Regions from separate parts of the Ovis aries genome. Here region 1 is linked to region 2. The links are chromatin contacts, called in public Hi-C maps. All regions are on one chromosome and are shown on one strand. Each heading gives the region's core, a stretch centred on a gene start, on an enhancer-like site or on the middle of the called end of the contact. The rest is flanking DNA. Distances are from core to core; before and after follow the strand shown. Region 1 overlaps ETS1 (ETS proto-oncogene 1, transcription factor). Region 2 has its middle 160 kb from the start of TRNAR-CCU.

Region 1 (3,897 bases), core at 320-2,819, 210 kb before region 2:
AAGCATCTCACCACACAAACTTGGGGGCAGACTGTTTTGTTCACGGTTGCTTTTTTACGAGTGAGAAGTGCTGCAAACAGGACGTATTCCAGTGGGGTGATTGACTCTGCCATGGCAGGGTTGGGGTAGACTGAAAGCATCACTGTTAGTTGAAGATGATGAACAATAATCGCAGTGTTCCCAGACTGCATTAGGGTAGACAGTGTGTTTCTATTCCACTTCCTTGGACTCAGAGAGCTGTCTTCTTTGTGCTGGTCTGTTGAGTGGGCTGCCATGGGGCTCCCCCACCTCTTGCTTTGGGTGCCCTGAGGTCTGTGTGGTGGGGTCAGGGAGCTTTGCAAGGACCTCGCCAAGATGTTTCTCAGGAAAGCCAGTCGATGGATGTCTTAGAGGACATGAGCTTCCCCGCCCCTGAACACAGTAGCCTAACTGAGCGACTCATCTAGTTGGAACCAACCCATTTTGGGAGAAAAATACCCGTAAATGAAGGTTCCCAGCTCTAGGATTGTGAAAGAGAGCTGAAATGAAAGCAGCCTCCTGCTATAAACCACAGCTCTCAACAGAGTTGCATTTGGCTTATGTTTGAGAGGCTGCCAGGGGGCGGTTATAGCCTCGTTCAGTGTCCCTGCTTACTGGGGTTCCTTGGAACCTCAGCTGTCCAGCGAGTGGAAATTCCAGTCTCCACGCCCTCCCAGTATAAAAATGACTGACGGAATCATCTCAGGGACTTCTGAGTGTAAATGCAAGGGACTTGTTGGGGTGTCCTCATGAAAATATAAACTCTTTCTTAGGCTTTTGGTATGTTTAAGATGGACAGCTGGAATGGGCAAACACCTTTTTATGGGAGGCCACAAAATTTCCTGTTCTGTTGAAAAGAGGCTGCTGCGTTCTTGGTTGGGGTCTGTTTTCTTGAGACTTTTAATGTGAATTTCTGGAAGGGACAGTCCCTTCTTTTTAAAGTTTTTTTATTTACAACATTTTGGGGAGTGTAGTGTTTTATAATGTTGTGTGAGTTGCAGGTGTACAGCAAAGAGAATCAGTTTATATATACATATATCCACTCTTATTCTTTTCCCATGTAGGTCGTTACAGAGTATTAACTAGATGGTAATAATGATAATAATAAAAAGTTGCAAATGTGACCGTGGACTTGGCAGATGGGGCCGACAGCTCCAAGGCTTTCTGGGGATTGCTGTTCTTTGAATGAGTGGTTGGAAGAACGAATGAGACGAAGCAGATAACTAACTGTATTTTTGTTCCAAGCAGTGTTGGAAGGGATAAGAGGCTCAGGAAATTTACAAGAGTAGATAATGCAGAAATTACATATTTAACTTCTTTTATCTGGGGTTAAAAATCTTTTTTGGAAGCGATATATCTTCCTTCCTAATTACTGTATATTTAATGTTGGTTTGGACACCAACATTAAATATTTGAATTTCATTGTCTTAACGAATTTCCTCTGTTGTGAAGGGGAGGATACACCAGAAACTCACTAGCGTTACTTTGTATATACCAACTTTCCTCTGGGATTTAGACGTCAGAGTAGGCCGGCCAGGCTTGACTCGCAGGTATTTCTGCCTGCACGTCTGTCACAGTCTCTGGCCTCTTGACTTTGCTGGACTCAATCAGCCATTTAATCTCCCGTGATTTAATTGAGGTTGCCTGGAAAGTATCTGGAAATAAAACATAAGAAGTATTCCTGTGAGCCTTTTCAGCAGTTAGCTGCATTTGGTTCTGTCCCCTCCCCCACCCCCCGTTTTCAGCCTCCTTTTAAATGGCATTTTTTGCCAATGGAAATTTCTCTAGGAGCTATTGTGCAATCATAGCAGCTGTTTATAACCTGGTTTGGAAAATTAATGAACTTGCATGATCTTGTGGTCAGTTAAGAATGCCTTAAGCAACTCACAGAGTAAAGGATTTCTGCTATTGCTACGGACCTTAACTCTTTAATCAACTTCTTTGTTTTTTTTTTAATTGCCTTCGTTTCCCTAATAAAGCGCAAATTTCAAGTACAGATAGTGCTTGGTAAAGAATATGGATTTCTATTTAGAAGAATGATAATGTTTTCTTTTTTAACCTCCTGGCAAAAAAAAAAAAAAACATCTCATGGCTTCTTTTTCTATTTGAGAAGGCATAGAGGCGGTACGATGTACATTTCAAAGAGTGTTTGGAAAAAAGGCTAAAAAATAGTGTTTTAGTTCCAAGGTCAAGGAAGGTCAATCCTCTCCTAGTGTAATGGAATTTTTTTTTTCTTATGACCAAAATATTTTGCCAAATGGGGCCTTTTGAAATCATCTTCTTGGCTTGAGTTAGGGTAGAGGGTGAGTTGAGCCTGATGCAGCTCAGATTTCTTCATCCACTCATTGGGTCTAACTCATCGGCCAGAAATCTCGTCATAACAGACGTGTTTCTCAGCCTGTAGGTTTCTGGTTGTGGAATTCTTGTTGTTCCAAACACTGCTGTCTCCCCCTGGCAGAGATGAGTAGCAACACCCGGCTCTGAGTCTTGGCCCCAGGGTCTCTGGAGCAAGATCGGACCATGCAGGGGCCTCTCAGGCTGGGTCCAGGCAGCCCCTCTTCCCTGGAGCAAATGCACGCACCTCCATCCCCGCCGGCCGCTCCCTCTCTCTATCCCTCCTGCACATCCTCACCGAGAGGGTTTCACAGTGTCTCTTCCCATCCCTCCTCCCCGCCCTCCTCCTGCCTCCTCCTCCTCCTCCAGGTAAGCTCGGGGGCCAGGACTCCTTCGAGAGCATAGAGAGCTACGACAGCTGTGACCGCCTCACCCAGTCCTGGAGCAGCCAGTCGTCTTTCAACAGCCTGCAGCGCGTCCCCTCCTACGACAGCTTCGACTCCGAGGACTATCCAGCCGCCTTGCCCAACCACAAGCCCAAGGGCACCTTCAAGGACTATGTGCGTGACCGCGCTGACCTCAATAAGGACAAGCCCGTCATTCCTGCTGCGGCCCTGGCCGGCTACACAGGTAGGACGCCTGGCCTCCTCCCGCCCTCTGGGGTGGGCTCCTTGGACACTTCTGTGCTGTCCCCAGCCCCTAAGGTTACCCCCTTTCTAGGGGACAACTAGACTCTGAGAGGTTGGGTTAGCCTCTCAGGTCACTCTGCAGATAGCCATAGGGTTTTGGAAGCAAATTGTATCATTCTGTTTCAGGGGATTCTTTCCAAGAGTAGCAGGAAAACTGATATTTTGAATCTGTAACTAGGGGAAGGGAGTTCTGTCCATCTGGTACTTCTGGAAATTCTGCCTTCCCGGCCTAGCATCAAGGGGCTGCTTCTTACCTGCTCTTGGAGGGCTCTTTGAACACAGAGCCAGCAGCAGCAATGCTGAAAGCCATCACTGAGTGGGTCTACTCCCTGGACTCATCGACTCATTATCAGGCAGGAGTGGAAATGGGAAAAGTGCCCTCAGTCACCCTACACTCAGGCTAGATCCTGGCCTCTAGAGGAAATCTTCTCACTGAGCTTTATTATTACCTTTTTTCCACCAGGAGTGAAACTTGTAGTCATGTTGAACAAAAGAAAGATCATAGAGAAAGGAAGGTGTATGTTGAGAGCTTGGGCTTTGATTGAGAATCTGGTCCAAGAATCTGAATTCATTGTCCTTGGGAAGGTTTGAAGAGTGTATCTGAGATCTACGCGAGGAGTAAGAATATATTAATGATCAGATCTTTTCTGTAAGGTTGTGCCTGCTCAATCTCTTCAGTCCAGCACTTTGCAACCCATGGACTGTAGCCCACCTGGCTCCTCTGTCCATGGCATTCTCCAGGCAAGAATACTAGAGTGGGTTGCTATGCCCTCCTTCAGGGGAACTTCCTGACCCAGGGATCAAACCCACGTCTCCTGCAGCTCCTGCATTGCAGGCAGATTCTTTACTGCAGAGC
Region 2 (3,871 bases), core at 802-3,301:
TATTTTGAGGATGCTTGTCAACTTCTCCTCAAGCATGTGTCCACAAATCAGTTTGATTAAAAGCAAAATAATGATATAGTGACTATTTTGTTTAGAAATATTTGGTATTCTAAACAAATAAAATAAAGCTTTGATTATTGGGAATGTCCATTGTCTCAGGCTATTCAAAGAGCAGTGGATGAATAATTTATTTTTTCTGTGTGCCTCCATCTTTGTCTTCCTTCAATAAGAGCTCAGTTTAAAACAATAGACTTCTCTGAGTATAACAAATTTATACTGATGTTAATGTTTAGAGAGCTTATTCCTACATTTTCCCTTATTCCAACATTTTCTGTTTCTAATATAAACTCAATAACACTTGTAGTAATGTGCTTTTCTGAATATTGGAGGATTTCATGATGCATTTGATCATCCTATAGGACACTGAATTTGTCATAGCATCCAAAATTTCAGTGTCACATGAATTCAACATAAAACCTTAAGCAGAATTTAGTGGGTTAATGCTATGTTTTCTAATGGAAACACAGTAACTCATGAAATAATTTCCAACCCTCCGCCAAGATTCCAACCTAAATTAAATTTCTTTGATCAGATATAGCATTCCCCTCCTTTTAAGCTCATGGAAAGGAGGTGAGTATCTGGGTTACACTAACTCAGAGAGCATTGAGGTGTTTATGTGAAAGTAAAAGTCAGTGGACCTCATAGATACAGAGACGACACACATACACAAGTATACGTATTGAATACACACATACATCTATGGGTAGTTATAGAGCTGTGATTTGTTGTTGTTTAGTAGCTAAGTCATGTCCTACTCTTTGTGACCCCATGTACTGTAGCCCACCAGGCTCCTCTGTCCATGGGACATTCCAGGCAAGAATACTGGAGTGGGTTGTGATTTCCTTCTCCAGGGGTCTTCCCAACCCAGGGATCGAACCTGAGTCTCCTGCATTGGCAGGCGGATTCTTTACCACTGAATCACCTGGGTAGCTCCTATAGCTATATATATACATTATTTTTTATAGCTATATTATAAAAATATAAATATTTTTATCTATTACACTTATAATTATAAAAAATAAATATTTTCTATATACTCTATTGGAGTATAGTTGTTTACAATGTTGGGTTAGATTCTGCTGTGCAGCAAAGTGAATCAACCATGTGTATGCACATACGCCCTCTTTTTTGGATTTCCTTCCCATCTGGATCGCCACAGAACATTGAGCAGAGTTAAGCAACTGAGGAGCAATCATCTCTCAGAGCATGTGAGCCTCCTGAGAACACTAACAGGCAGTGCTATTGGGGTGGTCCATGGAAGAAAGGGGTAAAAATTGTTTGGTCTTTGTCAAATTATTACCTGGCTTTTAGGTATCATGGGCTTCCCTGGTGGTTCAGAAGGTAAAGTAAAGTGTCTGCTTGCGATGCGGGAGACTCAGGTTTGATCCTGGGGTCGGGAAGATCCCCTGGAGAAGGAAATGGCAACCTACTCCAGTACTCTTGCCTGGAAAAGTCCATTGACAGGGGAGCCTGGTGGGCTACAGTTCATGGGGTCGCAAAGAGTTGGACGTGACTGAGCAACTTCACTTTCCTTTTCTTTTTAGGTGTCACTGAAAAGCATTCAAGAACCACCTCCTTTCTCCCATAACCCTAAGGAGGTAAGAGAACGGAGGGAGGAGCATCACGCCTGTTAAAGGAAGCAAGAGATCGAAGAGGAGAGGGAGAGGAAACTGAGGTCATCCCCATCTCCCCGGTGGGGGGCTTACGGAGGGTCACTGAGGGAAGAAAGGCTAATGAGACCACTGAAATACAGAGAGAAAAAGCGCAATCGGAGACAAGGAGTGAACCTCTTCCCTCACTAAGCTTAGTATACATCAAATAACCTTTCTGTTACTGTGTTGAATGATCTGTTTATGGTCTCATTGGCAACAAGCTGGCCTCACAATGAATCATCAGTCTGACTCACGGAGGTGATCCCCAAAGTGAGGCAACAATTGCTTCTAGGTAATGGATTTTCCTATAACATTTCTTAATTCCTTTAAGGCTCCTAACCTCTAAAGCTGGCTTCATGTCTCATGATGCAGATCTGACAATGCCTCGGTTTTGTGTTGCTTCATCAAATGTCTACTATTAATTTTTAGTCATTCTTTTGGTTTGAGGCATGGAGAGTTCTTAAATAGATGCATACTATTTTTTTTTTTTTTTTGAGGGGCTGCCCTGTGTCTTCCTTGCAGCTCACTGGCTCTTGAGTTCAACGACTTAGTAGCTATGGCTTAGTTGCCCTGCAGCATATGGAATCTTAGTTCCCAGACGAGGAAACAAACCCATGTCCCCTGCATTGGAAGGCAGATTCTCAGCCATTGGACCACCAGGGAAATCCCTAGATGCATACCATACTAATAGAACTGGTCAAGTTCTATTCAGTCTTTTTATGGGTGAGAGGACACTGTCCCAACTGACAAGCAACTTATCATGACTTAGTTTAGCAGATCTAAGGTGCAAGATAATTGACCAAGTCTAACTGAGTTCAGTTCAGTCGCTCAGCCGTGTCCAACTCTTTGTGACCCCATGGACTGCAGTATGCCAGGCTTCCCTGTTCATCACCAACTTTTGCAGCTTGCTCAAACTCATGTCCATTGAGTCAGTGATGCCATCCAACTGAGTAGGTGAGCTTAACAGCAAGAAGGGTGGCCAGTAACAGGGTAGGTTTCACTGTGGAGCCTGATACTCTGCCCAGGAGACCCAACCCTAGTGTGCCACCACCTACAGGGGGTTGGGGGCAGCCAACCAAATGCATGGGAAGTCTCCATGAACCAAGTTTACATAGAATTGGAAGGAGCATAAGACACCTCTGCTCTAGCTCCACAGATTTTAAATGAAAAATAATGAAGGCTGAGAGAAATAATGTCTTGCTTATGGTCATACAGGTTGACAAGGTCAGAACCAGAACTTCCTTGTCCTGACCCTCTGTCCAGATTTCTCTATACAGTGCCTCACTGCCTTCCTTCTCTCTGTGGGGATGCCCAGCGATCTAAATATTAGTCTGTGGATCTCAAAAACATTGTTTGGTGACTGTGAGCAATAACCATGGTATTTTTTTAAAACTATAATCATAGGTACTATTTTCCTCTTTGGTCAAAATTCAGAGACTGACAGAGAATTGCACAGTGGTCTTTTTTTTTTTTTTAATCAGTTTTTGGTGACACCCCTTAGCTTGTGGGATCTTAGTTCCCTGACCAAGGATTGAACCCTTTCCACTGGAAGACAGAGTCTTACTCACTGGACCACCAGGGAAGTCCCAGTCTTGGGTTTCTTTATGTCTCTAATCAACTTAAATCATCTTAGAACTCAGAGTGACCCACATAGGGGAAAGGAGCTGTGGAAAGTTCACCTCTAGAGTCAGTTTGGTAGATGAAGATTAGATTGAACTTGAGCTTAGTTCATTCTCATGAACTAGTTTTTCTGCTTGAACAGGTGCTTTGATTCTTTTTGGGGGGAATGGGGCGTTATCAGGGTGGCTGAACAGCTGACTGGCTCATGCTATCTAAGGTGCCTAAAAATATTATTTCCTTTGAACAAGAGAAAAAAAAAGAATGATATGAAGTACAGATCCTTTATTCTTGCATTTCCTATCACTGGCACGAAAGCCAGTAATCACTACCCATGGGGCATATATTCTGTAATGTAAGATGCTGTCATTTAAACCCAAATAACTGGGCTCTCATTTCCTGGAGATCTTACAGAGTCTGTGAGAACTGTTGAGAAACAAGAGGTCCTCTTGAACCCTGTCACTTTGTAGGGTGCTAAGAATGCCTTCTTGTAACTTTACAGCTTGGTATTGCTATAGCTATCATGACAGCTGCGAGAAAAA

The links. A called contact is a pair of places that touch in the nucleus more often than the background predicts.
Region 1: a contact with region 2 is called in a Hi-C map of skin fibroblasts, with 2.3 times the contacts expected there. The contact joins two enhancer-like sites. A contact is called at or near these places in 2 of 16 Hi-C or Micro-C datasets (blood and skin fibroblasts).

What each region holds. Positions count from the first base shown.
Region 1 is chr21:29,276,568-29,280,464 of ARS-UI_Ramb_v3.0, reverse strand. It overlaps ETS1 (ETS proto-oncogene 1, transcription factor), which reads left to right. Exons shown (of 9, transcript XM_060404263.1): 7 at 2,722-2,982. Among named protein-coding and RNA genes, the nearest start is that of TRNAR-CCU, 45 kb to the right of the region's middle. Within about 2 kb of position 1,569, at least 12 of the 54 cell types and tissues checked have an H3K27ac peak or open chromatin away from gene starts, as enhancers often do.
Region 2 is chr21:29,070,786-29,074,656 of ARS-UI_Ramb_v3.0, reverse strand. No RefSeq gene overlaps it. Among named protein-coding and RNA genes, the nearest start is that of TRNAR-CCU, 160 kb to the left of the region's middle. Within about 2 kb of position 2,051, at least 8 of the 54 cell types and tissues checked have an H3K27ac peak or open chromatin away from gene starts, as enhancers often do.